Linked DNA regions of Mus musculus: all the other regions are linked to region 5. A link is a contact called in public Hi-C, HiChIP or PLAC-seq and promoter capture Hi-C data. All regions are on one chromosome and are shown on one strand. The core of a region is the stretch at or near the end of the contact, and the rest is flanking DNA. Distances in the headings are between cores, read along the strand shown. Region 1 has its middle 53 kb from the start of Isx. Region 2 has its middle 180 kb from the start of Isx. Region 3 has its middle 320 kb from the start of Isx. Region 4 has its middle 260 kb from the start of Isx. Region 5 holds the start of Large1 (LARGE xylosyl- and glucuronyltransferase 1). Region 6 has its middle 72 kb from the start of Isx. Region 7 holds the start of Tpm4 (tropomyosin 4).

Evidence for each region. Promoter capture Hi-C pulls out the DNA fragments that hold promoters and counts their contacts. Hi-C and Micro-C count contacts between places; a contact is called where the count stands out from the background. HiChIP or PLAC-seq counts read pairs in DNA pulled down with a chosen protein or histone mark.
Region 1: a promoter capture Hi-C map of embryonic stem cells shows a contact between it and region 5, with 15 times the contacts expected there. The contact joins the enhancer-like site here to the promoter of Large1 in region 5. A contact is called at or near these places in 17 of 39 promoter capture datasets (the 3T3-L1 cell line, 3T3-L1-derived adipocytes, cranial neural crest and 8 more), 9 of 484 Hi-C or Micro-C datasets (the HPC-7 cell line, the MC38 cell line, cerebral cortex and 5 more), 30 of 115 datasets of contacts at active chromatin or transcription factors (the NIH/3T3 cell line, VIP interneurons, cardiomyocytes and 18 more) and 1 of 9 other capture datasets (embryonic stem cells).
Region 2: a contact with region 5 is called in an H3K4me3 HiChIP or PLAC-seq map of neural tube, with 9 times the contacts expected there. The contact joins the enhancer-like site here to the promoter of Large1 in region 5. A contact is called at or near these places in 10 of 39 promoter capture datasets (the 3T3-L1 cell line, cranial neural crest, embryonic stem cells and 5 more), 1 of 484 Hi-C or Micro-C datasets (cortical neurons), 13 of 115 datasets of contacts at active chromatin or transcription factors (VIP interneurons, astrocytes, embryonic forebrain and 6 more) and 1 of 9 other capture datasets (embryonic stem cells).
Region 3: a contact with region 5 is called in an H3K4me3 HiChIP or PLAC-seq map of stem cell-derived neural progenitor cells, with 9 times the contacts expected there. The contact joins the enhancer-like site here to the promoter of Large1 in region 5. A contact is called at or near these places in 5 of 39 promoter capture datasets (the C10 cell line, cranial neural crest, hippocampal neurons and 2 more), 5 of 115 datasets of contacts at active chromatin or transcription factors (astrocytes, embryonic stem cells, forebrain and 2 more) and 1 of 9 other capture datasets (embryonic stem cells).
Region 4: a contact with region 5 is called in an H3K27ac HiChIP or PLAC-seq map of VIP interneurons, with 15 times the contacts expected there. The contact joins the enhancer-like site here to the promoter of Large1 in region 5. A contact is called at or near these places in 3 of 39 promoter capture datasets (cranial neural crest, hippocampal neurons and liver) and 5 of 115 datasets of contacts at active chromatin or transcription factors (VIP interneurons, embryonic forebrain, embryonic stem cells and 1 more).
Region 6: a contact with region 5 is called in an H3K27ac HiChIP or PLAC-seq map of VIP interneurons, with 27 times the contacts expected there. The contact joins the enhancer-like site here to the promoter of Large1 in region 5. A contact is called at or near these places in 13 of 39 promoter capture datasets (the 3T3-L1 cell line, cranial neural crest, embryonic stem cells and 6 more), 6 of 484 Hi-C or Micro-C datasets (cerebral cortex, embryonic stem cells, neural progenitor cells and 2 more) and 16 of 115 datasets of contacts at active chromatin or transcription factors (the NIH/3T3 cell line, VIP interneurons, craniofacial prominence and 10 more).
Region 7: a contact with region 5 is called in a Hi-C map of muscle stem cells, with 7 times the contacts expected there. The contact joins the promoter of Tpm4 here to the promoter of Large1 in region 5. A contact is called at or near these places in 3 of 484 Hi-C or Micro-C datasets (embryonic stem cells, muscle stem cells and uterus).

The regions. Positions count from the first base shown.
Region 1 is chr8:74,818,111-74,821,660 of GRCm38.p6, reverse strand. No RefSeq gene overlaps it. Among named protein-coding and RNA genes, the nearest start is that of Isx, 53 kb to the left of the region's middle. Within about 2 kb of position 1,285, at least 8 of the 459 cell types and tissues checked have an H3K27ac peak or open chromatin away from gene starts, as enhancers often do. A contact at or near this core is called in embryonic stem cells, where this site is marked.
Region 2 is chr8:74,687,251-74,691,168 of GRCm38.p6, reverse strand. No RefSeq gene overlaps it. Among named protein-coding and RNA genes, the nearest start is that of Isx, 180 kb to the left of the region's middle. Within about 2 kb of position 2,593, at least 2 of the 459 cell types and tissues checked have an H3K27ac peak or open chromatin away from gene starts, as enhancers often do. A contact at or near this core is called in neural tube, where this site is marked.
Region 3 is chr8:74,555,678-74,559,570 of GRCm38.p6, reverse strand. No RefSeq gene overlaps it. Among named protein-coding and RNA genes, the nearest start is that of Isx, 320 kb to the left of the region's middle. Within about 2 kb of position 1,315, at least 12 of the 459 cell types and tissues checked have an H3K27ac peak or open chromatin away from gene starts, as enhancers often do. A contact at or near this core is called in neural progenitor cells and stem cell-derived neural progenitor cells, where this site is marked.
Region 4 is chr8:74,608,961-74,612,437 of GRCm38.p6, reverse strand. No RefSeq gene overlaps it. Among named protein-coding and RNA genes, the nearest start is that of Isx, 260 kb to the left of the region's middle. Within about 2 kb of position 1,732, at least 2 of the 459 cell types and tissues checked have an H3K27ac peak or open chromatin away from gene starts, as enhancers often do. A contact at or near this core is called in VIP interneurons, where this site is marked.
Region 5 is chr8:73,351,627-73,355,153 of GRCm38.p6, reverse strand. Large1 (LARGE xylosyl- and glucuronyltransferase 1) reads left to right here and starts at 1,614. Exons shown (of 15, transcript NM_010687.2): 1 at 1,614-2,688.
Region 6 is chr8:74,799,322-74,803,375 of GRCm38.p6, reverse strand. No RefSeq gene overlaps it. Among named protein-coding and RNA genes, the nearest start is that of Isx, 72 kb to the left of the region's middle. Within about 2 kb of position 1,810, at least 1 of the 459 cell types and tissues checked has an H3K27ac peak or open chromatin away from gene starts, as enhancers often do. A contact at or near this core is called in VIP interneurons, where this site is marked.
Region 7 is chr8:72,133,978-72,137,837 of GRCm38.p6, reverse strand. It overlaps Tpm4 (tropomyosin 4), which reads right to left and starts at 2,550. Exons shown (of 8, transcript NM_001001491.2): 1 at 2,385-2,550. The coding sequence starts at 2,516.

The sequences.
Region 1 (3,550 bases), core at 36-2,535, 1.5 Mb before region 5:
TGGAAGAAGGAAGCTTTCTCTCTTTGTCTGCTTGGTCTTGCTTTGTTAGCAAGCCCATTCTTTCCCTGGCATTAGAGCTTACTTCTTCAGGATTACAAAGTACACCGAAGCCACACCCCATTAACGCTGACCAGTCATATGCCTTGGTTTCCTCCTTGGAAAACCGATATGTTATCAGAGCTTATTTAAGCTTTCGTAAGATGAAAAATTGTTTTATTTTCACATAACACCTACAACACTGCTTGGTCCTCTGCAGGGATTCTTAGAGCTTCTGTTAGATTAGGTGGTCCACAGCCCATAAACCATTCTAATAACCCCCCTTTCTATATATACAGATTCATTCTATATGTTTTGTAACTCTAGAGAACCCTGACTAATGTAATCCCACACCCAGCCTTTTCTCTCTTGTTTTGGGATGACATCTAAAAGAATGTAGTGAGTTTTAGGCAAATTGTCTTAATTTTTACTTTTGTCAGAAGACTAAAATCTTGATATGGCGGTTTCATATTCCATTTGCTGTCTAGCAATACTGATGGAGAATTAAGTCAGACCCTTTTTGCAGTGCTTAAGTCTGTACAGTACCTGCCTCAGTTTCCTTTGAATGAACCTCTATCAAAGTTTCCTCCAGGCAGGGCTAGCTGAATTGACCCTTTCCAGCTCCTAAAGAGACAATACCTCTGTGTCTGGCCTGCTGTAGCTGCCACATTCCAGGGTCTTTGCATTTTTGACTCGGAGCAGGAAGATCCTTCTGTGCCTGGGTGTGGCTTGGTGTGGCTGGCGAGAGAATCACACTAAGGGCTTACTAGAACCTTCCTTTAAGTTCCACTCCCTGACTTTTGCTGGGCAGAGGGTGAAGAAAGAGCTGAGTAGCAATTTTTATCTAAATAGGGCAGATTTTGTGTATCTTTCTGCAAACGTTCAGCCCTCCCCCTCTGTCCTTTGTTCTAGGCAGATGCCCTCTCTGTTTTGTCTCCCTTGAAGGTTCTCAGTGACTGGGGACTTGTGTCTTATGAAAGCTCTGATTTTTAAGACTGGCTCGAGGAAAGAGCTTAATTACTGTGGGCATTGTACCTCAGTTACTTTGGGAGACAAAGCTTAATAATTCATAGGAATTAGGACAACTTCTTTCTTCCAAGTCAGGTTCTGCTGACCAGCCCCAAATTTTCTCTAGTTCATCACATCTTCTAAGTTTGCTAGGAAGAGATCCCCATAGGCAAGGCGTGTGACTTATTTCCTCCTTTCTAAGGTAACTAATTTAACACAGATAAACCCCAGGGCTTTGTTTCATTTTCAACACTGAACCTCTCACAAAGAAAGCCCCTCTGTCACCAAACAATGGTACTGTTTCTGTCCTGTCTGTTTCTGTCTCTTGATCAAATGTCCAAGGAGAAAATCTGTTTTGTATTTGTCCCTTTGAAAAAGGGTCAGAGATACTATTGATAATAAAAGGAATTACTACTTTGTTGTTGTTGTTGTTGTTTGTTTTTTTGTAGAGAGTGGGGAAAGAGAGAAGGAGAATTCTGACAATTTGAGTGTGTTTTAACCCAGGGTATGGTGGCTCACGTATGTGTTGCCAGCCCTTGGGAGGCTGCAGGGTGTGGTCTTATATCTGTGATGCTCAGGCTTGAGGGCTGAGGCAGGACTGTTGTGACTTTGAGGTCAGCCTGGGTTACAGAGTGAGTTCCAGACTAGTCTGTGCTATAGAATAAGACCTGTTTCCAAACAACAAATACAACAAACAAGCAGAACTAACGTTCTATTTTTATCCATAAGATAAATCTCTATTTCAGAGCCACTAAAATGCAGGGTGCAAGTTAGATTCAAGCATGTGGTATATCGTATTATAGATAGAAGCACATGGAAGAAAGGGGGAGAGGGGGAAGGGTGTGGAACAATTAGGAATCTCCTCTTTGATCCTATTTCCTTCTGTGTCTCTGTGTCTGTCTATGGTCCCCACCCTAATACAGGTCTGTTAGTGGTCTGCTTTGTCTCTCTCTACTTTTCCCCCTTGAGACATGTCCTCTCTCTCAGTCTGAAGTTCATTATTTTGGCTAGGCTGACCAGCCAGCAGGTTCCTGGGATCTGTGTCTACCACTCATGGCTGGAGTTACAAGTATCTGCAGCCATGCCTGGGTTTTACACTCCAGTGCTAGGATTTGAAGTCAGGTTCTTATGCTTGTGTTACAAACTCTCTTGACCACTGAGCCATCTTCCAGCCCTATTGGTTGGCCCTCAGAACTGTAAGAAAGAAAAACGAACAAAACAAACGATTGTTCTGATTTTTGGTCTGTGTCACTAATGGTTATTTTCATCTTTCATTTCTTGTCAGCTTATTTATTCCATGTATATAAATTTTTAAATTTTATATGAACAATATATTATAGTTACAGTTTTATCTCTCATTTTCCTTTTCTTCCAAAAGGAAGTTATTATCTTGAATTTGGCTGGTACTACTCTCTCATATTTGTATTTTATCTTACAGTTCTGGCTTTGTGAGACAGGATTTCACTATGTAGTCCAGGCTGGCCTCTAACTTTTGATCCTCTAGAGGTCTGAAACTATGGCATGCATCATCATGCTTGGCCTGGTTTTACACTTTTTACTACCTATGTTTGCATCACAAGCACGAAAGTCCTGTAACTCTAATGATGAGGCTTCTTCTTCTGCACCAGAGGCAGTGGGAGGGGCAGGGATGGCAGAGCAATATGAACCAAATATGTATTACAAATGTATGAAAATTTCAAAGAATAAATAAAAATATTATTTAAAAGAATTATGTAGGGAAGAACTGAAAAAAGAGTCTGTACATTTAAAGAAATTTTAAGCTTTTCTTGTTTAATGTCCATCTTTGTTTAGGAATTAATGGAAAGAACAAATGAAATGTTTGTTAATGGTACCATAGTAAGACTCAGCATGAAGACATGAAAGGAATACTGACTGGCTTTAAAAATTCTATTTTATGTGTAGGGGCACGTAGTCTGCATGTGTCTGTGACTGCATGAACAGACAGTGGCCAGAAGATGTCATCAGATCCCTTGTATAGTGATTTGAAGGAGGCTAGACCCATCAGCTCATATATTTGCATACTTAGTCCCCAGCTGATGAACTGTTTGGAAGGCTTAGGGCATTGTGCCCTTGGAGGGGGTGTGTCATTGGGGGTGGGTTTTGAGATTTTAAAATTCCACACTAAGCTCACCCAGTTTCTCTCTTTCCCCTCTTTCTCTCAGCTTACTACCTGTGGACCAAGGTGTAAAACTCTAATCTACTGCTTCAGATTTTTGCCTCCCACCATGATGATCATGGACTAAATCTCTGAAATTGTAAGCAAGCCTGCAATTAAATGGTTTCTTCTATAAGTTGCCTTGGTTATGGTGTCTCTTTATGAAAATAGTGCAGTAACCAAGACACCATAGAACTGGACTTATAGATGGTTGTAAGCCATTATGTGAATTCTATGAATCAAACTGGAGTCCTCTACAAGAGCAGACAGTGTTCCTAAACTGTTAAAAAAATTAGCAAAGGACTTACTATCTTAATAGCAAAAGTAAAT
Region 2 (3,918 bases), core at 1,344-3,843, 1.3 Mb before region 5:
CCCATAAGGTGCTTTTGTTGTGGGTAAGAGAGTCGGGGCAGCCTGGATCCCACACAGCAGCATCAGAATGAGTCTATGGATAGTGCATGTGGTATTCTCAGAACTTCATGGTAAAGAGGTTGAAGGACACACAGATTCTTACAGGCCCTGAGGACAGAGATCAGTGCCTCCTGATAAGTTTCTCTTGCTACATATTGTGCTGTGAGGTAGGGTTCATATGCATTTATCAACATTTCCCAAAAGTGTAACCAGAATCTCGAGTGGAAAACAACTCACTCAGAGCAAATGGTTTTGATTTGCTCTGAATCATTGGCCCAATGGTGGCCCAATGTTAAATCAGTCAGGATTCTGCTTTCATAGGTTCCTAAACTTTGCCTTGTGCTCAAGTTTAAGCAAACACTAACTCAACTGGCCCATTGAGTGTGCATGGAGCTTCAGATCTCACCTGCTTTCCCCATAGTTCCTGCTAGTCCTCAGAAGAGAATAGCCTTCTGTTTGACTTGAAGATGCTGTAATACTCAAGTCTAGGCATTCTCCCTAGTGCATTAACCCTTTCAAATAAATCTTCCTCTAGCTCTGGTCCAGATCAGTTCTTCATTTGACATCCCTCACAGGGATTTGAATCCAGAATTCTTTGAACTCTATAATTTTTTTTCCATTTTTTATTAGGTATTTAGCTCATTTACATTTCCAATGCTATACCAAAAGTTCCCTATACCCCCTCCCACTCCCCTACCCACCCACTCCCCCTTTTTGGCCCTGGCGTTACCCTGTACTGGGGCATATAAAGTTTGCAAGTCCAATGGGCCTCTCTTTGCAGTGATGGCCGACTAGGCCATCTTTTGATACATATGCAGCTAGAGACAAGAGCTCCGGGGTACTGCTTAGATCATATTGTTGTTCCACCTATAGGGTTGCAGTTCCCTTTAGTTCCTTGGGTGCTTTCTCTAATTCCTCCATTGGGAGCCCTGTGGTCCATTCAATAGCTGACTGTGAGCATCCACTTCTGTGTTTACTAGGCCCTGGCATAGTCTCACAAGAGACAGCTATATCTGGGTCCTTTCAGCAAAATCTTGCTAGTGTATGCAATGGTGTCAGCGTTTGGAAGCTGATCATGGGATGGATCTCTGGATATGGCAATCACTAGATGGTCCATCCTTTCGTCACACTTCCAAATTTTGTCTCTGTAACTCCTTCCATGGGTGTTTTGTTTCCTTTTCTAAGAAGGGGCAAAGTGTCCACACTTTGGTCTTCGTTCTCTTGAGTTTAATGTTTTTAGCAAATTATATCTTATATCTTGGGTATCCTAAGTTTCTGGGCTAATATCCACTTATCAGTGAGTACATATTGTGAGAGTTCCTTTGTGATTGGGATACCTCACTCAGGATGATGCCCTCCAGGTCCATCCATTTGCCTAGGAATTTCATAAATTCATTCTTTTTAATAGCTGAGTAGTACTCCATTGTGTAAATGTACCACATTTTCTGTATCCATTCCTCTGTTGAGGGGCATCTGGGTTCTTTCCAGCTTCTGGCTATTATAAATAAGGCTGCTATGAACATAGTGGAGCATATGTCCTTCTTATCGGTTGGGGCATCTTCTGGATATATGCCCATGGGCTGGTGAGATGGCTCAGTGGGTAAGAGCACCCGACTGCTCTTCCGAAAGTCCGGAGTTCAAATCCCAGCATCCACATGGTGCCTCACAACCATCTGTAACGAGATCTGACTCTGTCTTCTGGAGTATCTGGAGACAGCTACAGTGTGCTTACATATAATAAGTGAACTCTATAATTTATTCAGAGGTTAGAATGACTCAGAAACACTTCTGCATGGAATGTTATGACAATAAATGCATTTTCCTCTGTCAATCAGACTAATAAAAATTCCCTGGAAATATGGTAAGTTTGATATATCATTTGTAATTTGGTCTGTGAGCCTATGGAATAATACAGACTTTTAAGTCTTTTAACTTGTAAGTCATGTTTTTTCCTCAGTAAAAGTCACATTTCTACTTGTTCATTTGCTTTTTATTTGTCTTTTGCCCACATGGGCCAGCAGATGTATGATATTTTAAAGAAGCATTATGAGAAGCAAGCTTATTTTGTCTTGGTAATATAGTGCAGTTATTTGACTCACATTTACTAAAGGTTGAATAACATCTCCGGTCTTCCAAGCTAATTAAGCACAGTGTCTGGACTGGCTGGACTGCTTTCATGGTCAAGGAACTGTATTCATGTTATGGAGCTTTGGGTTTGAGTTCAAGCTTTGCTATTTGCTGGCTGGGGTTGGGTTTGTTCAGTGTCTTCACTCTTTCTACCTAGGATCAACTGAGCATCCAAGGGTCAACTGCACTTCCTTACCTCTTCCTACTGAGGTAAGATTCCTGTATATAGCTACAGAAGCATTATTACAGTGTTGCATGGAACTCACTTGATAAATCATGCTAACAACCAGGTCCTGTCCATCTTTTTGCATTACAATGTCTCTTTTGTCACAATTCTCTTAATGGATCCTGAGACATTCTCCCCATCCCAGCTCTTAGAAAGTCTTTGTTTAGCTTGTCTCCATAGCAACTCATGGAATCAGAGGTTCCCATAGCTTTGGATTCTTGTTCCATTAGCCTATAGGCTGCCTGTCACCAGCCATTTACCCCATGACACATCCAGACAAAGCTGCAGCTATCAGATGGGGTCAGGTTTTCTCTTGCTGTTGGCTATGTAAAGACAACAATTTGGCATCTGATCAGGTGAAACTGTCCTTGAGCCAGGGACTTGGGAGCTCACAGACAGGCCACTTCCTCACTGAATTTGATAGGACAAAACATCCATTGCTTTCAGAAAGCACTGTGAGGGAACACTGATTTTTCTAATATATGGAAAAACTTGAGGGGCAAGATTTTCTTTCTTTCTCCATTTCTACTTCTCGCCATTAGAGACATATCCTTTACCCAGAGGCTATATGTGTACCAGGAAGTCATCACATTAGAGATGGATGAAGAGGGATGAGGGTCCTGAGGCGTTTTGAGCCTTGTAAACCTTGGACTCTTGATTTGGAAGCCAAATCAACTGCTGCCCTTCACTGACTTTGTTATGAGGGTCTTCTGTCTTACAGCCAAGTTCCTTCCTGCCCAATACCCATGATGACATCCTCTGACGATATGGTGTCAGCAAAATAACAAAAATATATAGATCATATAGTTTAAAAAATGTTACCTTTATTAGGAAGCAATGATGACTACATTTCAACATATTAAGAAACAGATTCTTAGAGAAGATAAGCATGAGTCAAAGTCGAATGATGAGAAAGTGGTAGACCCAGGGTTCAGGCAGAGGTCTATCATCTCTTCAAGCCTCTGCTTGTTAACAGCATTACTTAGCCCGTTTCCAGGGAAACCGTGGGAAAATAGTAAACAACAAACAACAACAGCAGGGTAATAAAATGCTGCCACAACTGTGATCACTGTAGCACTTACTGAGTAGGTTATTGTGAGTGTCAGACATTGTGCTGGTGCTTTGCCTGGGAATATCATGGTGAGGCCTTCATAGGACTTAGTGCCCCCCCCACAGACCTCAGCACAAGTGGCTCTGCATGGCTGAATGGTGGTGGAAATCATCTGAGTTGGGTTTTTCAAGTGTAGTGGGAATTCATTATATGAAGAAGAAAAGGGGTCATTCAGAGAGATAGGGGAAAAGATACCTTGCTGGGCTGAACTCTTAGAAAAAAACAGACATAGTTTGAGTCTCTGTTTTCTAAAAGCTATATTCACCTTTTAATTAGAAATAATTCATTTACTTGTTTTATCTGCACACATAGCCGCACAGCTGTAGATGGAATTATCTAGGGTCCCTTGCTACCTGTCCCTGATTAAGGTCTTCTCAGTATGGTCTTACCAAAGGGATGTACAATTAATTTGCTG
Region 3 (3,893 bases), core at 66-2,565, 1.2 Mb before region 5:
TTACCCTGGATATCCAGACAGGGTAGGCTACAATGTCAGACCTCTACTCAGGACCGTCTAACACAAAACCCGTGCTTTAACTCTTCTGACATATTGTGGTCCCTATGCTAGTAAATTGCCAGATTCTTTGTGTGCATGTGTGTAACACATGTGTGTGTGTGCATGCACTTATATGTGTATATATGTATGTGTATATGTGTAAGTATGTCTGTGACAGATTTATATGTGTGTGTGCTCACTGTAAAGGTGAAGACTTTCTACCTCTTTTTTTTTTTTCAGATAGAGTCTCTCACTAAATCTAGAATTCACTGTTTTATCTAAACCGATTAGCCAGTGAGGCCTCAGGATCTAGTTGTCTCTGTTTCTGCCAAGTTCTGGGGTTTCAGATCCTATGTCCCTACAATTTTTTTTTTTTGTCCCTACAACATTTATATAAGTGCTGTGGGAACTCAGGTCCCCAGGTTTGCATAGCAAGTGATTTACTCTCTGAGCTATGTGCCTAGGCCATATTCTCTTTCATTTGCAAAAATAAAATGTATATTTGTACATATGTATATGTATACACATATATGTGTAATAACGGCCAAAGTATGGTTGTGAACTAAAATAATCCCATCACTTATTTTTGTAAATAAAGTTTTATTGGAACATAGCCACATTTATCTGATTTCATATCACTTGTGGCTCTATGCTACTTTTGGGCTAAAAGAGCACAATGAAGAAAAGCTTTTGTGTTAAAAAATTGATAATATATTTGCCATCTGTCACTTCATAGAAAGCTTGATAACCCCTAAGTTAGCTGAGAAAGCACTAGCTTTGCAGTAAGCATTATCAGATTCAAGTTCAGACTCTCACCTTTTGCTCATGTGACAGTGGCAAACCTTTTGAGCCTGCAGACATTTTGTTCTTCTGAGAAGCAGGCAGCCTGAACACTGATCAGAGAAGTGAAGGAGAATAGCCAGCAGAAGTTCTGAACAGAGGTTCTTCCCTCTTATGGCTCTCTATATACATAATCAGGTGGTTCCCTGGCACCCTCCTCATACTGCTTTCTATTGCCCTAAAGGAGGCTGTTGAGGGTGGGGGGGGGGTGTCTCCTGGTCCTTGGTTTGCAGGCATCCCTACCCAAGTTCTTCCCTGCATCTGTAGGACACCAGTTCTCACTGACAAATCTGTCCTGTCTAGGGCTTTCTACTATCCAGGGTCCTGCTTCAACCAGTAATAGGACCAGACCAGCAAGACTGGATAGCTGTTCTACCTTGAGCTGTACAGAAATCTAGATTCCCCATAGCCAACAGCCTTAGATTCTTTAAAAAAATGCCGAGACTTGGCCCCTGTTTTTCTTGACTTCTTGCCAAGCCTATTACATGTGTCTGAACTGCAAGGACTGGAAGAATTACGATTTCCATTTGGCTTCCCCAGCCGTTTAGTCTAATTTGTACTGGCTTTGAAATACAGCGATTGCTGTTTTTGTTGTTTGGGTTTGGGCACTGTTTGAAATCCTGTCTTTTTTTTCTCCTCTTTTTCTTTTGGTTGTTTTATGGCCCCCTACCCCTCACACTCTCAGGCTTGGGGTAGGGAAAGAGTATAATGTGAAAAAATAATCCTCAAATCCGGAAATGCAGCCACCACCACCAGAGACCTAATTCCCACATAGACAGTTTGCTCCAACACTGAATTTCATTAACTGGAGGGCTGCATTGTAAGGCAAAGCATGATAATGAGGTTTCAGCTAATAGGAGCACATGGAATGTTTTTACCATTAGCTTTAGTGTCCAACCTGTTGAGGGAGGGGATAGGGCTGGTTTAGCAAATTCCCTTACCCATGTGGGGAATGCATGGATGATCCTAGTACTTTCCTCAAGCCTCACACTTCTGCTCTCATCCTCTATGCCTGCCAGACCTCTCCAGGGAGGACTCCATCACAAGAATGAATGGGAGTGGGTGGAATCAAAAACTGACTTTGCAAGGGGAAAGGAACTGCCAAATACCTCCTTTTCAGTCAAGCCTCTAGGATCTCTTTTGTTCTTTGCTGCTTGACTTCCTGACATGACTAGACTCACCCTTTTGTCCAGGAATGGCTGACATCATAGTTTTCTTGGGTTTGTTTGCCTCCTGCATCTCTGACTGCATTCTTTAACTATTTCTGTTTAGTAATCTCTCTGTGTGTCTTGTGTCTGTGCATGTATGTGGAGGCCAGAGGACAACGACAAGGTATCTTCCTCAGTTGCTCTCCACCTTATGTTTTGAGAATCTAGAGCTCATTTATTTGCTGGTGCTGGTCCATGAGCTCCAGAATCTGCTTGTTTCCTTTCCCTTGGGCCTAGAGTTGGAGATGTGCCACTACACCTGATTTCATGAGTGTTGAGGAGCTGACGTCAGGTTCTCTGCTTATAGGATGTGGTGGTTTGGAAAAGAATGGCACCCATAATCATATTTGAATGCTTAGGGAGTGGCATTAGGACATGTGGCCTTATTGGTGTAGGTATGCCCTGTTGGAGGAAGTTTGTCACTGGGCTTTGGGGTTTCTAATGTCTAAGGCAGGTCCAATGTTACTCTCTTTTCCTATCTGCCTGAAGATACAGATCTAGAACTCTTAAGCTCCTTCTCCAGCACCATGTCTGCTTGCCTGCTATCATGCTTCTTGACATGATGATAGTGGACTAAGTCCCTGAGCCAGTCCCAATTTAAATGCTTTCCTTTATAAGAGTTGCCATGGTCATGGTATCTCTTCATAGCAGGAGAACATTAAGACATAGAACAAGCACTTTACTGACTAAGCCATTTCCACTGGCCCTTCATCCATCAATTTATGCTTCTTCCTTTTGCATCCATATTGCTCCTGAACATTAGGAAATTTGAGGAATCAAAATGAAATAAAAACCATAGTGTTGCACAAATATTTGTCTAGTTTCTCCATCTCTCTATCTTCTTTCTCTACAGCTCTTTTCTTCCTAGGGACTTTAAATGCCAGGTGTTTGCTGAGCACTGGAGTTGAGATGAAGGTCAAAGGCTGTCCCAGATATCCTTGCAGTCAGCAGCCTGTGACCGCACCTCTCTGTTTATACTATACTCCTAGATTTTCTCCACTTCTGAGCTCCAATATGGCTAAGACAAATCTATTTCCCAAGCTGTAATCTCCATAGAAATTTAGGATTCATGTCAGAAATGTAGAGAGAGAAAAGGATTTTACAACTCACACAGCAAGAGGCTAGAGGTATTAGAGAAGGAGAGTTGCTTATGCATGATCACACAGCATCGGGTGGTTCTTACATGGACGCCCTTTCCACATAATCCCTAGCTACCATCTCATCACAAATGCATACTTTAAGGGATGATGGACTCTAGAGCAGGCATTCTTGGTGCTCCATGCAGGAGCCATTTACTTGGCATACATGCACACTCTTGCTTATCCTAGAAGCTGGAGGTGTTGTTGGCTCATCATGCCCATCTCAGGCTTGATTGGAATAAGATTATACTTAGCAAATAGTATTGTGTACCCAAGGTGACTGAGATATTAATCTCTCATCTACCCCAATGTGAAACTGTGACCAACGAGTTGTGTTCATTTGAACAGGAGGACACTCTCTGTGCCCTCCTCCGGGTTTCCAGAACAATGCCTTGCACATAGGAGCCCCACCCTCAGTACTTATTGAATTGAATCTAGTAAAACTGCATGAGGAAAAGCATTGCAAATCAAGATAGGGATATGATGGCTGCTACAACAGCACAAGACAGGGCACTGTCAGCCAGATGCTAGGGTATTCCAAGGGAAAGTCTCATTATGAGAGCCACTGAGCAGGGTGTGCACATCATTTAAAATAAATAGCTGCTTAAGCTTGTGTTGTCAGTGGTGCCACATGTGGAAGTGTCTGGGTCATTGTTCTGTTGTAAAC
Region 4 (3,477 bases), core at 483-2,982, 1.3 Mb before region 5:
AATCAGTCTTGTGGTTCCTTGAAAAATTGGAAATAGTTTTACCTGAGGACCCAGCTATACCTGTCCTAGGCATATACCTAAAAGATGCTCCAACATATAACAAGGACACATGGTCCACTATGTTCATAGCAGCCTTACTTGCAATAGCCAGAGGCTGGAAAGAATCCAGGCATCCTTCAACAGAGGAATGGATACAGAAAATGTGATACATTTACACAATGGAGCACTATTCAGCTATTAAAAACAATGACTTCATGAAATTCACAGGCAAATTGATGAAACTACAAAATATTATATTGAGTGAGATAACTCAGTCATAAAAGACACATGATATACACTCACTGATAAGTGGATATTAAAGTAATTTTTAAGCATACTTTTTTTTGAATCTTTGGGAATTTCACATTATTTACCCCAATTCCACTCATTTCTTAGTTCTTCTGTATCTTTCCTCTCCTTTGTAATCTCTTCCCTAAAATAAAATAAAAATAAATATCAGAAGAGAAAACCAAACCAAATAATTAAATCCAAAAATCAAGAAATCATTTTGCTGACTTGTTTATCAACTACAGTCTGCTCTGCATACAACCATTCTGCTGCTCTGTCTTTCCTTCCTCTCCAACACATATTTGTTCATCTTATTGGCACTGGAAATTGTGGTGTGTAAACAGTATATGATTTCCCATAAACATCTTTACTTGTAAATGTTCATTGTCATGGGGTCAGTTCTCCCAAGTCCATAACACATTGAGGTCTGGGCATGGCCTGATGGCTCTGTGCTGTGCTTCCACTGCTGGTCAGAGTGTCTCAGCAAGCTTTTCCACAGAGTCCACTCTTAAAGTAATTTTAAGTGTTTATGTCTTCCCAGTTCTAGAAGGTTAAGTAAAAAGTGCTCATTAAACACATAGCCTGGAGGAGAAAAGCAATATTATATTTTTACTATTTTACAAGGATGAAAAGCACTATTTTAAGACAAATTATTATCATAACATTGTATGTAATTGCCAAGTGGATAATGGAGCCAAGAATCTGAAAAACTCATGTACTTAATAAACTGTGGTAATTCCTTAGAACTAAATGTATTTATTGTATATGTCTAAGAATGCTGTTGATAATTATATCAGTGCTTAGGTACAGAGCTAGTTTTCAAGAATTATTTGAAGACTTCTAAAACAAAACACAAAAAATAAAACCAATCAATTAAAAATAAAACCAATCAATTAAAATCTCTCTCCTCCCCCCTCTCCCTCTCTGTGAGCACGCACATGCATGATGAGTCTACACATATCTGTGCAGAAGACAAAGGTTGATGCCAACTTTCTTCCGATATCACTGTCTACCTTATTTTTGAGGCAAGGCCTCTTCAATGAATCTGAAGTTTTGTGATCGTCTAGAATGTCTGGGGAGCAAGCTTTGGGGATCCTGCCAGTGCTGGGATCACACACATCACCACAACTGATTTTAATGTGAGTCTCAGAGATCTGAACTAGGTCCTTATAATTGTCCCGCAAGCACTTTACCCACTGAGTCACCTCTCCAGCCTGTAATCTTGCCACTCATCAGTCATTTCCTGAGAACTTCCTAACATGTGTATTTGGAAACTCCTAGTGAGGAGGCAGGAAATCAGTTCTGGGTTGGGGAAAAGAAGGTAAGCAGTCTCCTTGTGGGAACGGACAGATGTCCCTTTCCTTTTCCTGGTTTTGCTTTAGAAGAATGTACCATGGCCCCTGTCCATTTCCATTTTGCTTCTCTAGCCAATAATGTTGGCATGTTTTTGTCCATTTAGGCCAATGAGACTTAATTGCCTGCTAATTTTGTATTGGATTGAATTCATTTCAAGACCAAATTAATTAAAACAGACAGAGCTCCCTTCATCTGTTATTCATGAGCTTGTTAGAACAGAAGAGAGCACGTTAGTTGCATTTATGATACCACATTGTTCTAATGACATTCTTTTAGATGTCTGTTAATGGGACTTTTGAGGATCCCAACATGGCTTCTTCAATTTGTGGCTGTAAACTTCATAGGGTTTTGCTTTGGCAAATACTTTATCTATCTATCTATCTATCTATCTATCTATCTATCTATCTATCTATCTATCTATCTATCTATCATCTATCTATCTATCTATCTATCTATCCATCTATCATCCAACTATCATCTACTTATCTATCTATCCATCTATCTATCATCATCTACCTGTCTATCGATTTATAAATGGATGCTTTAATATCTCAGATTTCAGAAGGTCAGAAGTTGGTTTGGGGCTGTATTGGAGAGTCGGCACCCAAAAGGAATGTTCCTAATGTTTAGCTGCTTACTTTATTTTTTTTTATTACCTTTATTTTATTTTATTTTATTTGATTTTTTCTTTTTTTTTCCATTTTTTATTAGGTATTTAGCTCATTTACATTTCCAATGCTACACCAAAAGTCCCCCATATCCACCCACCCCCACTCCCCTGCCCACCCACTCCCCCTTTTTGGCCCTGGTGTTCCCCTGTACTGGGGCATATAAAGTTTGCAAGTCCAATGGGCCTCTCTTTCCAGTGATGGCTGACTAGGCCATCTTTTGATATATATGCAGCTAGAGTCAAGAGCTCCGGGGTACTGGTTAGTTCATAATGTTGTTCCACCTATAGGGTTGCAGATCCCTTTAGCTCCTTGGCTACTTTCTCTAGCTCCTCCATTGGGAGCCCTATGATCCATCCATTAGCTGACTGTGAGCATCCACTTCTGTGTTTGCTAGGCCCCGGCATAGTCTCACAAGAGACAGCTACATCTGGGTCCTTTCAATAAAATCTTGCTAGTGTATGCAATGGTGTCAGCGTTTGGATGCTGATTATGGGGTGGATCCCTGGGTATGGCAGTCTCTACATGGTCCATCCTTTCATCTCAGCTCCAAACTTTGTCTCTGTAACTCCTTCCATGGGTGTTTTGTTCCCAAATCTAAGGAGGGGCATAGTGTCCACACTTCAGTCTTCATTCTTCTTGAGTTTCATGTGTTTAGCAAATTATATCTTATATCTTGGGTATCCTGGGTTTGGGGCTAATATGCACTTATCAGTGAGTACATATTGTCTGAGTTTCTTTGTGAATGTGTTACCTCACTCAGGATGATGCCCTCCAGGTCCATCCATTTGGCTAGGAATTTCATAAATTCATTCTTTTTAATAGCTGAGTAGTACTCCATTGTGTAGATGTACCACATTTTCTGTATCCATTCCTCTGTTGAGGGGCATCTAGGTTCTTTCCAGCTTCTGGCTATTATAAATAAGGCTGCTATGAACATAGTGGAGCATGTGTCCTTCTTACCTGTTGGGGCATCTTCTGGATATATGCCCAGGAGAGGTATTGCTGGATCCTCCGGTAGTACTATGTCCAATTAGGGAAATCCATAACCAGAATAAGTATCTACTCCAGTAAGAACAAAACGCTGTCCTTTCCATGAAGGAAGTGGTCCAATGTAGTCAACCTG
Region 5 (3,527 bases), core at 365-2,864:
AAAGCTGTATGTTAGAGGAAGAACTGAGCTGCCTTCGAGCTAAAAGGCTTGGCATTAAACTTTGACACTTTAATGGCTTTTAGGATATTAGATACTATTTTACCATATAATGTTCTTTTCCGACACAATAATGGCATCAAACCCAGATACGATTTGCTATCCCTGCAACGTTCGTGGTAAGACTTATTCTGGTAGAGATAAGACATCAGGACCCCAGCATCGCAGTTAACTATTCCGAAGCAACCGCTACCTTCGGTTCGCATCCTCCAAGACTTAGGCTCCTACTGATTAGGTAAACAGCGCTGGGAACTGAGGGAGAGCCCCTGCTGGTGGTAAAAGGGGTCCTGGCTTCTAGAGAACGCAGGGAAGCCGAGAGTGTCGAGCAGGTCAAAGGACGGTCCAAGGGTGTAGGTATCAAGGCCAGAGCTGGGGATGAGGGATGGGATCAGAGAGGAGCTGGATCTTCGAATGCGAGATTAGAGTGATGCTCCACCTCGGGTAAGATAGTCAGCTCAGAGTCCCGAGATAGGAAGCCCTTTCTAAGGCATCCCACCTCTCTCCATCCTCCCCAGCCATTAAAAGACAGTGGGTGGGCTGCCGGAGGAGATAAGCGCAGGGGAAGACAGAGATTCAGTGGCTCCTACGGATTGGGGGAGGTGGGGACTCTGGGGGAAGGGGCCCCCAGAAGCCAAGGGACCTAGTTGAGGAAAAAACCCGGAAGCTGGATCGCAGTTTCGGAGCTCCGTCTTCCAGTGGGAGTAGACCGTCCGCTCTGGTCCTCTTTCTCACCCAGGCTCTGCTTCAGCCTCAAGGGAGGGTATTCTCCCAAGGGACATCCCATCCCCTTTACTATAACCAAATCTTTCCGCTCCTTCCGCAGTCCGGGCGGACTCTCCGCATCCTCACCTTCCTCATCAACATCCGGAGGCTTAGATGTCCCTTTAGTGGACGTTGAAAGCGGGGCTCTGAGCAAGAGTAAAATTAGAAAGGAGGTGCATCTATGCGTGTATATATGGACACAAAAATGTAGTTTCCTCTGGTGAGGGGGACCAGAGTCTTGCACAGGATTCTTGGATCCAGAATCCAAGCAAGATGATGTCAAACCGCTCAAATCGGGCCTCTTCACAGCTCTGGCTGCCCCATGACCGGTCAACCTAGGGGAGAGCCGCGTTCCCAACCGAAGGAAAAGCAGGGTAAACTTCCTACTTCCCCCCAAACCGTTATTTTGTAAAAGGAGTGGCACGGTGACCCACCCTGCTCGCAAACCGGAAGCAACAATTGCGAACTCAACCCGCCTCTCTTCACTCTCTTTCATCCAAATCTGGGGTAGCCGGAGTCCGGGAAAGAAGGGCGGGGAGCTCCAGCTAGCACCCTTTTCCCGAGACCCGGCCCGGGCTCCGGGCTCCGGGTGTTTCATCCGCCTGCGTTCCAATGAACCAAGGAGCGGAGGGAGGCGCTTGGTCGTAGGCGTAGCCTAGGCAGGGCGGGCACTAGAGACGCACATTCCTGGCGCTACCCATTGGCTGTCCATGCGATCACGGGGAGGAGGCGTGGCCCCGAGGCGGGCTCCGGTCCCGCCCCCGCTCGGAACCCAGCCCAGGATCGCGGTCCTTCCCCCTCGCCCCCCAGCTGCACAGACATGACACAGACACACAGTCACTGCAGCTGCCGAACGAGCCCGACGCTCTAAGCACGCGGCGGCGGCTGGACTAGCCTGGAGCTCCAACACCAGCGCCCGCCAGCGCGCTCCCACGCCGGTCCCCGCACAGCGATTCTCTCCCGGCCCCGCGCGGGAAGCGGGGATCGCGCGCCTGTCCGTTCGCGGCTCCAGGCTGCCCACAGCGTCTGCAGCGGACGAGCGGCTCCAAACCTGAGCGCTCCGGGAAGCCGGCGCGTCTCCAAGGTGGCGGCGGGGGCTGCCCGCCCGGGCTCCCCGCACCCATCGGGCTGCGTCCCGCTCGCGGCGCCCCGGCGGCCGTGACCTTCCAAGGAGCATCTATCCCGGCCCCGCGCCCCCGGTCCCGCGCCCCAGGCCCGGGCGAGGCCCTCTTCAGCGCCCGCTTCTCGCGGAGCCGCGGGCGGGCGGCGCAGGCCCGGGGGGTGGGGGGGAGGGTCACCGCAAGCAGCTACGGTCGGTCCCAGTGCTCGTTCGCCACGCTGGTCTCTCGGTCCGGCTGAGCTGCCTCCAGCCTCCTGCCTCCTGCCTCGCCTCTTCTCCGTGGCTGGGGCTGCCGGTGTACTTGCCTGGCCGGGCCGGTTGCGGGCAGGCCCTGCCCTGAAGGGGTTAAGCGGTCAGGGGCGCGGAAGGTGAAGCCGGCAGAGCTGCGGCTCCCCGTTTCTTCCTGGCGCTGGTTTCCCGGATCCAACCCAGGGCGGCCCCCAGGCCCTTGCCCATGCGAGGCGCCCAGGGCTTGGAAGAGTCCTTCTGGCGTAGAGCAGCTCTCGGCAGCCGCCTCGGAGGAGGAGAAAGAAGGGAGAGTGCTCAGTCCCGGCAAGGCGGACCTTTCCTATTGATATTTGGAGCCCAAGGCTGTCCCGAAGTCTGTGCTTGGCACCGTCGGTCGGTCGGGTTAGAACAGCTCCAGCTGGGATCTCCACCAGGACCCACTGCACTTAGTAGGCGTCAGTGGCACCACGCGGTTCAGCTCTTTCGGAGTGTACCTCTGCCTGGATGTAGTCAAGGCCAAGGTAAGAGCCCTGATGTGCGAGAGAACCATCGTGGGAACGCTTTAGTGAGCAATGCTGGACAACTTATCCAAACCTGTGGCTGGTACCCGGTGTGCTTAGGATGCTAGTAAAAAGGATGGGCACACCGTTTCTGACTTGGCTTTGAGTCCCGGAAAAGCAGGAGGTGGAAGACCCCAATCTCTAGTGTCCCCAGGATCTGTCTCAGGGCCTGACATGCTCTTAGGTGTACAAGATATTGATAGGCAAGAGCGAGTTGGTGTGTGTGTGTAGGGGGCAGGTTCTTAGTAACACCTGGAGGTATTGTTTTCCCGCCACCCTGGGACCCTTCCTGCTTTTCTTCGACGTTCACCTGCCTTTTATGATGGGATGCCCAGAGAACTTTCCAATAGGTTGAAAAGAGGCCGGGTTGGGTGTATGCATCCACATTTTCCAAAAGCTCTTTAGGATAAAGTGGTTGGATGGCATGGATACCCGTGAGGGGGAGTCCCAACCAACATACCTGGTCTGTCCTGTTACACTAAACTTCTTGTAGTCATCAGTGTCTACTCAGAGCTTCCTGTAAATGTCATTGCTTCTGGAGGTTGGAATGATAAGTATGTTTATCATGAAGTTATACTGTTCATCGCCTTGAAATGCCCCCGCTCTGTAAGGATAGTTCTTTCTATAAGCTGTCTTTACCAGTGTGAGATTTATTAAACCTGTGCACTTCTGGACTTTAAATGGGTCACTTGAGAGGGAACAGATTGTCTTTTGCTGACCCAGTCCATCTCCTGGGTGACCCTTTTTAATAGGGATGCACTGGTTTGGGTTTTGTTTTTTGTTTTTTTGTTTTCCCTGTT
Region 6 (4,054 bases), core at 561-3,060, 1.4 Mb before region 5:
TTAATCTTTATCATCAACCCTTTATTAATTTTCTCTGTATTAAGCATTGTGCTATACTCATATATATATACATATATATGTGCAGATATATGTATATATTTTACACACACATATATACATATATAAATATATATTGTACATACACACACACACAAACACACACACACACACGTTATATTCCTTTTTGTAGTATAAGTAGGCTGACAGGACCACATCACTCCTTGTAGCAAAGTATTAAATACCATTTAGTCAGTGATATGCCTGGGTTAAGACAAGTTAACCCTCTTGCTCCAAATCCCATAGCTCAGTACTGAAGGATCCAGGATCAGAAACCTAGGTGTCTGCTTCCCAAATCTGTGATTTTCCAAACATAGATCTATATGAGCTTAATTGTCTATCTCTTCTGTGCTGGCCACCACAGAACCTCTTTACAAATATTACTTCCAGTTTTCTGAATTTGATAACAGGTCATTTATATGAAAGGATATGGAGATTTAGTAAATAGGTTTGTGAAGTCCCATGGCTAATACACGTGAGAATTAAGATATCTGCTTTTCTCCTCAGAGTGTCTAGGCATCATTGTACTTGGGCTGGTCTAGAAGGAATGAAGCTTAACTGGGCAGGTGGATTAGCAGGATCTTGGTTGGCATGAGTATAGGATAAATAGCTTCTCTGGAGACAGTTTTCAGTGAAACAGCTCTCTTTTATTCGGGGTAACAAGAGCTATAGAAACCTTGGGGAGTGGGTAGGGGTTTTGGGGGTGGCTGGAACTGAAGAGTTGGGAATGCTTCATTTGCATGAAGAGGAGAAGTCCAGGAAGTTGCTGAACATGTCCTTATAAAGTGAGAGGAAATCTAAACTGTTCTCTGGCCACCACGAATGTATTCAAGGGTGTTGGAGATGGTGGTCATAAGTCTTACCTGTGTTGGGATGTGCAGATCCAGAGCAAGGAGGAAGAAGTCCTCCTCCTGATGGTCTCAGGATGAGATTTCTGGGGTTTGGATATGCCTTGACCTCACTCTTGCTCTGGACTGGATTCCCAAGTTACACAGTTTTCTGGCCCCACAAGTCATTCCAAACCAGAGTTCTACCAGTGCCTTGAGTACTCTTCCACTGTCTCTATCTTTTTCCTCCTCTGGTACCAGGGACCTAACCTCTGTAGCTGATACTTGCTGAGCCCTTTCACAATGCTGTGGTTGAGCAGGTGGGTATAGCTGGAGGCTAGGAGGGGGAGGTGTGTGTGTGGGGGGTCTGAGTACATCTGTCCTTGCTATACTGTAGATTCTTTGTTGTTGTGTCTTACTCCCAAGCTTCTAGAAAGTACAGCCTTTTCCAGATTTCATCTTTCAACTGGACTTTGATGGCTACTTTCCTCCATGTCCTTTCTGCCCCAGGGTTGAGCATAGCAAAGGGTTGCTGCTCATCCCCAGAGTCTTAGTCTTCTTGTGTTAACCTGTATGTTCACTCTGGTCCTTTTATTATAAAAACATCTCTTCCAAAATACCAGCTGAGTGAGCCTCTGCTTCCTGCCAAGTCCCTGACTGATTAGATTTCTCATCAGAGATGCAAACTCATAATAAGATTTCAACAGCTAGCTTGGAGTGGAGCTTGCTTTGAGAAAATGTTTACTTCTTTCCAGAAAAGCAGCTCTCATCCTGGTGCTACCAACTGTACCCTCTTCAGGTTACAGAGATTTGACTTCTGCCTCTGAATGCCAGCAGGAGTCCCTCAAACCCTGTTGTTTCCAGGCATCCAGTCACTGCATTTCCAGGAAACAGCCATGGAAGCAGCTGAGAACAGATAATCTAGTGAGCTGCTCCTGGGTGTTGGTGGGAAGGAGAGGGGCAGACATCTCTTCCTGTTCTCTGTAGGAGCTGGTCCTGCTTGAAGGGTGATGCGTGATTGTGTTCTTGTCTGGGAACCTTCAGGAGAGTAACTAGCCAGTGTGTCTGGGCCAAGACAGAAGATCTGGCCAAAAGAACACCCGAAGTCCTCTGTGAGATTGTATCTCCTAGAAATGACAGACAAGCTTTCACTGTGATACCTAAAGCAGACCTGAACAATGACAACACCAATGGTTGTGTTAACTCGGAAGGGGCAGACCTCATGGGGTTCCAGCCCTAGACAAAGAACTGTAGGCAACTAAAGAATGTTGAGAGCAGAAGACATAGTTTTTTCAGGATGAGCCCCATAATTGGTTATCTAACATCAAGTGGGCAGCCCTGAAACTCAGATACACACAAGTAACACTGAGCAGACTCAGCAGCATAGAAGCAACACCACATTTCCAAAAGGTTGTATTTATGTATTTGAAGTGTGTGTGTGCATGTGTATGTGTAACAACAGCAAAGAAAAAGAAGTTATGGCTTTGAGAAGTAAGGCAGGTGGAGGAGAGATGATGGGAGGAATTGCAGGGAGGAAAGGGAAGGGTGAAAATGTAAGTATATGTTTTTTATAAGTTTATTTTTTATTCATGATGAATGCTGGGCATGGTCCCCTCCCTCTTCTTCTCCCAGTCCCACACTCACTAATTCCTCTCCCTATTACCCGCTTCGCTTCTCCTCAGAAAAGGAAATTCCCCCTTGGATCCTGCCAGTCCTAGTATATCAAGATACAGCAAGACTAAGCATATCTTCTCCTACTGAGGCCCAGCTAATCAGTCCAGCTAGGGGAAGGGGATACAACATAATTATATTTTAATCTTAAAGATAAGTCTGAAAAACTGGCCCTGAGGCCCTGTTGCTCCTTGCCACTGCGACAAGTACACTTTTGTTGACCATTTCTTTTCCTTTCCTTTCCTTTCCTTTCCTTTCCTTTCCTATCCTTTCCTTTCCTTTCCTTTCCTTTCCTTTCCTTTCCTTTCCTTTCCTTTCCTTTCCTTCCCTTCCCTTCCCTTCCCTTCCCTTCCCTCCCCTCCCCTTCCTCCCCTCCCCTCCCCTCCCCTCCCCTCCCCTCCCCCTTCCCCTCCCTTTCCTTTTTTTTTCTTTACTATTTTTTATTAGGTATTCTCCTCATTACAATTGCAATGCTATCCCAAAAGTCCCCCATACACTCCTTCCCACTCTCCTATCCACCCACTCCCACTTTTTGGCCCTGGCGTTCCCCTGTACTGGGGCATATAAAGTTTGCAAGTCCAATGGGCCTCTCTTTCCATTGATGGCCGACTAGGCCATCTTTTGATACATATGCAGCTAGAGTCAAGAGCTCCCGGGTACTAGTTAGTCCATAATGTTGTTCCACCTATAGGGTTGCAGATCCCTTTAGCTCCTTGGGTACTTTCTCTAGCTCCTCCATTGGGGGCCCTGTGATCCATCCAATAGCTGACTATGAGCATCCACTTCTGTGTTTGCTAGGCCCGGCATAGTCTCACAAGAGACAGCTATATTTGGGTCCTTTCATAAAATCTTGTTAGTGTATGCAATGGTGTCAGTGTTTGGAAGCTGATTATGGGATGGATCCCCAGATATGGCAGTCTCCAGATGGTCCATCCTTTCATCACAGCTCCAAACTTTGTCTCTGTAACTCCTTCCATGGGTGTTTTGTTCCCAATTCTAAGAAGGGGCAAAGTGTCCACACTTTGGTCTTCATTCTTCTTGAGTTTCATGCGTTTAGCAATTGTATTATATCTTGGGTATCATAAGTTTCTGGGCTAATATTCACTTATCAGTGAGTATATATTGTGTGATTTCCTTTGTGATTGGGTTACCTCACTCAGGATGATGCCTTCCAGGTCCATCCATTTGCCTAGGAATTTCATAAATTCATTCTTTTTAATAGCTGAGTAGTACTCCATTGTGTAAATGTACCACATTTTCTGTATCCATTCCTCTTTTGAGGGTCATCTGGGTTCTTTCCAGCTTCTGGCTATTATAAATAAGGCTGCTATGAACATAGTGGAGCATGTGTCCCTCTTACCAGTTGGGGCTTCTTCTGGATATATGCCCAGGAGAGGTATTGCTGGATCCTCCGGTAGTACTATGTCCAATTTTCTGAGGAACCGCCAGACGGATTTCCAGAGTGGTTGTACAAGCCTGCAATCCCACCAACAATGGAG
Region 7 (3,860 bases), core at 1,301-3,800, 1.2 Mb after region 5:
GGGGACAGCTATAAAACTCAGTGTGAGTCTGGGCCCTCTCTACCTCAGTTTACACAGCAGGGAAAGTATAAAGAACAAGGCCAGGTTGCCTGTCAATATACAGAGGATCCCCCTTGCCCCCCAGTTTGTGATCTGTGACCACCCTCCCCCAACACCAATATGTGTCTGTGCGTCTCAGGTCTCTCTTCCCACAATGTGGGTCCTGGGGACTGAACTCAGATCATCAGCCTTAGTGGCAAGCACCTCTACCCAGCTGAACCATCTCAGGGGCCCATGGGTGCCTCTTTTTTATATCTTGAACTTCAATACCTATCATATGCAACAAGTGGGGCAGTATTGGTTCCCGCCCACTTCAGTTTTTAGTATATTTAGCAAAAGTTATGTAACCAGGACCACTATCTAATTTGTTAACTTTTGCCATTTGCTAAAAAGAACCTTGTGCCCATCTGCAGTCGGTGGAGCTTTTAGTTGTTGGTTTTTTGTTTTGTTTTGTTTTTTTGTTTTTTTTTTTTTTGTTATGGTTTCACGAAGTCCAAGTTGGCCTCTAACTACATAGTCTGGCCCTAATTTCTGACTGCCCTGCCTTAATCTCTCAAGTGCAGGCTCTACTTCATCCAGTTCACCCAGTCCTGCAGAAGGGACCCAGGACTTTGTGCATACTAAGCAAGTATCCCACCATTCAATGACAACCCCACAGCCTCTAAGTAGCCTGGGCTGCAGGGGGCTCAAGGCCACACCCAACATAGTAATCACTTTCACAGTCACATTGAGTTTCCACATTCATGAGTTGTCTCAAAGAAAAGGAAAAGAACTTAGACTGAAGAGGCACACTTTGATCTTGGCATATTTTCAACTGTTTAAAACAGAAAGAGCTCTAGTTCACATCCATGCATTCATTCACACACACACACACACACACACACACACACATCCTAAGTCATCTTGAGCTCCGCCCCTTCCTGCAATCAAAGCCTTCCACCGGCTACAAAGGGTTTCCCTTATAAGGTAAAAGAGGCTTGCTAGATACTTGTGGCCAAGCAACAGGAAGACGTCGGTTAATCACACAAAAATCTAAATGAAACCAGCTGTTGGGACACAAGCCCAGAAATCAGCTACACACACCCCAACCCCATTTCTAGTCTGGGTGTTTCTGGCCCGGAATCAACTTGAGATGTCTTTCTACAACCAAAAGAAGCATGCTTTCCCACATGAACTTTTAAAGCAGCTCAGAGTTTTCCAAAAGGCATCCCCCGCACTCCACCCTTGGGCCGCCAAATTCCTGGCTTGGCTGGAGTCTCGAGGCCATTTTGGAGATGTCTAGGGTGGGACGGGCGTATGAGAAGCCGTAACAGCTACTGTGCAGAGCTTCCGCCCGGTTCTGAGGCTTTCTCCAGCCCGAGCGGTCCTTGAGGGATTCAAGGCTTCTACCCAGGCCAGGCTGTCGCCCAGGCAGTCTTGGGAGGAGTCCAGGCGGTACCTGCACTGCCAACTCCACCTAGCCTTTCAGTTTCTAGGGTCCCCGCCCTGAGTTCCCACACTACGGCTTCAGGAGACCTGGGCAATCACACAACACTTCTTCCCTTGTCTGTGAGTCTCCTTCGCTAGCAAACACCGCCCTACTACTCAGGCAAGGGGCTCTCCTTGCCCCGGAAACGTCTGGAATGCCTCTCCCTAGTCTTTTCTTTCTACCCACCTGTAGCAGACTTTTGGGAGACACGAATCGAACGCTTTGTGGGTGCCAGAGCTGGGCTTAGAACCCAGACCCATCTCTGGCCCCGGGCTTGACCCAGGGATGAAGAGGAGGCGCGGAGGCCTTTCCTCTTTCCGAACTATTCATGCACCCCGGTCCCTGAACTCTCAGGGAAGGCGCATACAGTGGGCGCTCCGGCGTCGGGCAGGCCCCCTAGTGGATATTACCTGGGGCTAGGGGGACACAGGGTGATGGTGGTGGTGGTGGGTGTCCTGCAGGCCAGCGTCCAAATTCTCCTGTCCCCACCCCGCCCTCAGCGGACGTGTCGCGGCCGCACCCTAAGGACGTGCCGGGAAAGTTCGGGCGCGAAGAAGCAAAAGCGCGCACCGCCCCCGCCCCCACCTTGGTCAGCCGCAGACAATGGGAGCGCGGTATTTGCCCCACTACTCCGGAGTGCCCCGCGCAGGACTGTCCCCCCCGCAACCTCCCAGTTCCTGCCCCGCCAGCGTACGGGGCTCCAGGATCCAAGGGTATGGATGATCAAGGCGGAGGGGAGACGGAGGAAGGGGGAGCTAGAAGCATGCGGAGCTGGGAAGAAAAGAGGGCGCCAGGGAGCACTGCGGGCCCGGAAGCGCGCGGGACGAAAAGTGGGATCGGGCGGGGGTCGCGGACGGCGCGGGTCCTGGTCTCTCACTTTCTCGCGCCGCTCGCGCTCGCCATCCAGTTCGCGCTGCAGGCCTTGCGCGCGATCCTCTGCGTCGTCTGCCTGCTGCTGCAGGGCCTGGATCTTGCGCTTCACTGCCTCCAGTGAGTTGAGGCCGGCCATAGCTCAATCGTTCTGCTGGGCTCCGGCGACAGCTGGGCGGCCGCGCCCGGGCCCGCCAGCCTTGGCCACGCCGGGGCCGCCCCCGCCTCTCCCCGCCCCCCGGCCCTGCTGTCAGGCCCATGAGGTCACCCGGGCCGGCCGCGACGTCAGCACCGGGCGGGGGGTGGGTGGGAGGGGGTGGCTGACGTCGGTGCAGCTAGCCGCCTTTGCCCTGTGGGCTCCTCGTCCTCCCTCACTGCCCGCCCCGCCTGGCCCAGCGGCCGCGCACTTACCTGGGAGCCTTTATTCTCCGTCTGCTTTAGAGTCTTCTTTAAGTCTGTCAGGTCCTCGGAGTGCCTGTCCAGTTCGTCCTCCACGCATTTCAGTTTCTTCTGGAACTACGTCAGCTGCTCTTTCACCTGGGGACACAGAAGATAATGAGTCAGCCTAATGGTCCATTGCCCGGAGTTTGGGAGGCTGAGGCAGAAGGACTGGGAGTTTAAGGCCCTGCAAATGAACAAAGTCTTTATGAGCTGATGAGATGGCTCCATGGGTAGAGGTGCTTGCCACCAAGCCTAATGCCCAGAGTCCATTAATCTCACACATGCGCCCACATTAATGTAGAAAGTAAAAGGTTTATATAAAGAAGGTCTCATTCAGAGGACACAAGTTTGTGAAAGTAAAAAGTGTATATAGACAAGGTCTTGTACAGAGGACTCAGGTTGATTCCCAGCTCCTGTTCCAGGGGAGCCAACATTCTCTGCTTCCATGACCCCTTAGCATAGGCATGCATGCATGCAAAACACCCTCACATAAAATATAAAATACTCCCTCCACATACACAGAGCGGTAAGTGTGCATTACTGAATACAGAGGGATTTTACTCTTGACCTAAGGACTGGCCATTCTTGGACTCATAAGAGTCCCCACTCTCTTGAGGAAGTCATAGCTTTAGTTTGAAACACTACAAATTGGATTTTGCATTCTCACTTTCTGAATGCAGCTCTCAGGTGATCTCTGTTTAAGCAAAGTGGAGCCTATAGAAACTCCCAGTTTTGTAGGCAGAAACTTTCTGACCAGTGTGCAAGCCCTTTCCCCTGCTGAGAAACTTACCCTCAAGAGCCCCACATCCTGCTCCCACTCCAATCTGGCTCCCACACCTGGCTTTCAGGTCTGTCCTGGAAGAGACCCACTCTCAGGGACCAATTCCCCTCTAAGATCAAATTTTCACTCCTCTAACTTTTGCACATTTGTTAGGCATCTGTTTTTTTGTTTGTTTGTTTTTGTTTTTGTTTTTGAGACAGGGTTTCTCTGTGTAGCCCTGGCTGTCCTGGAACTCTGTAGACCAGGCTGGCCTCGAACTCG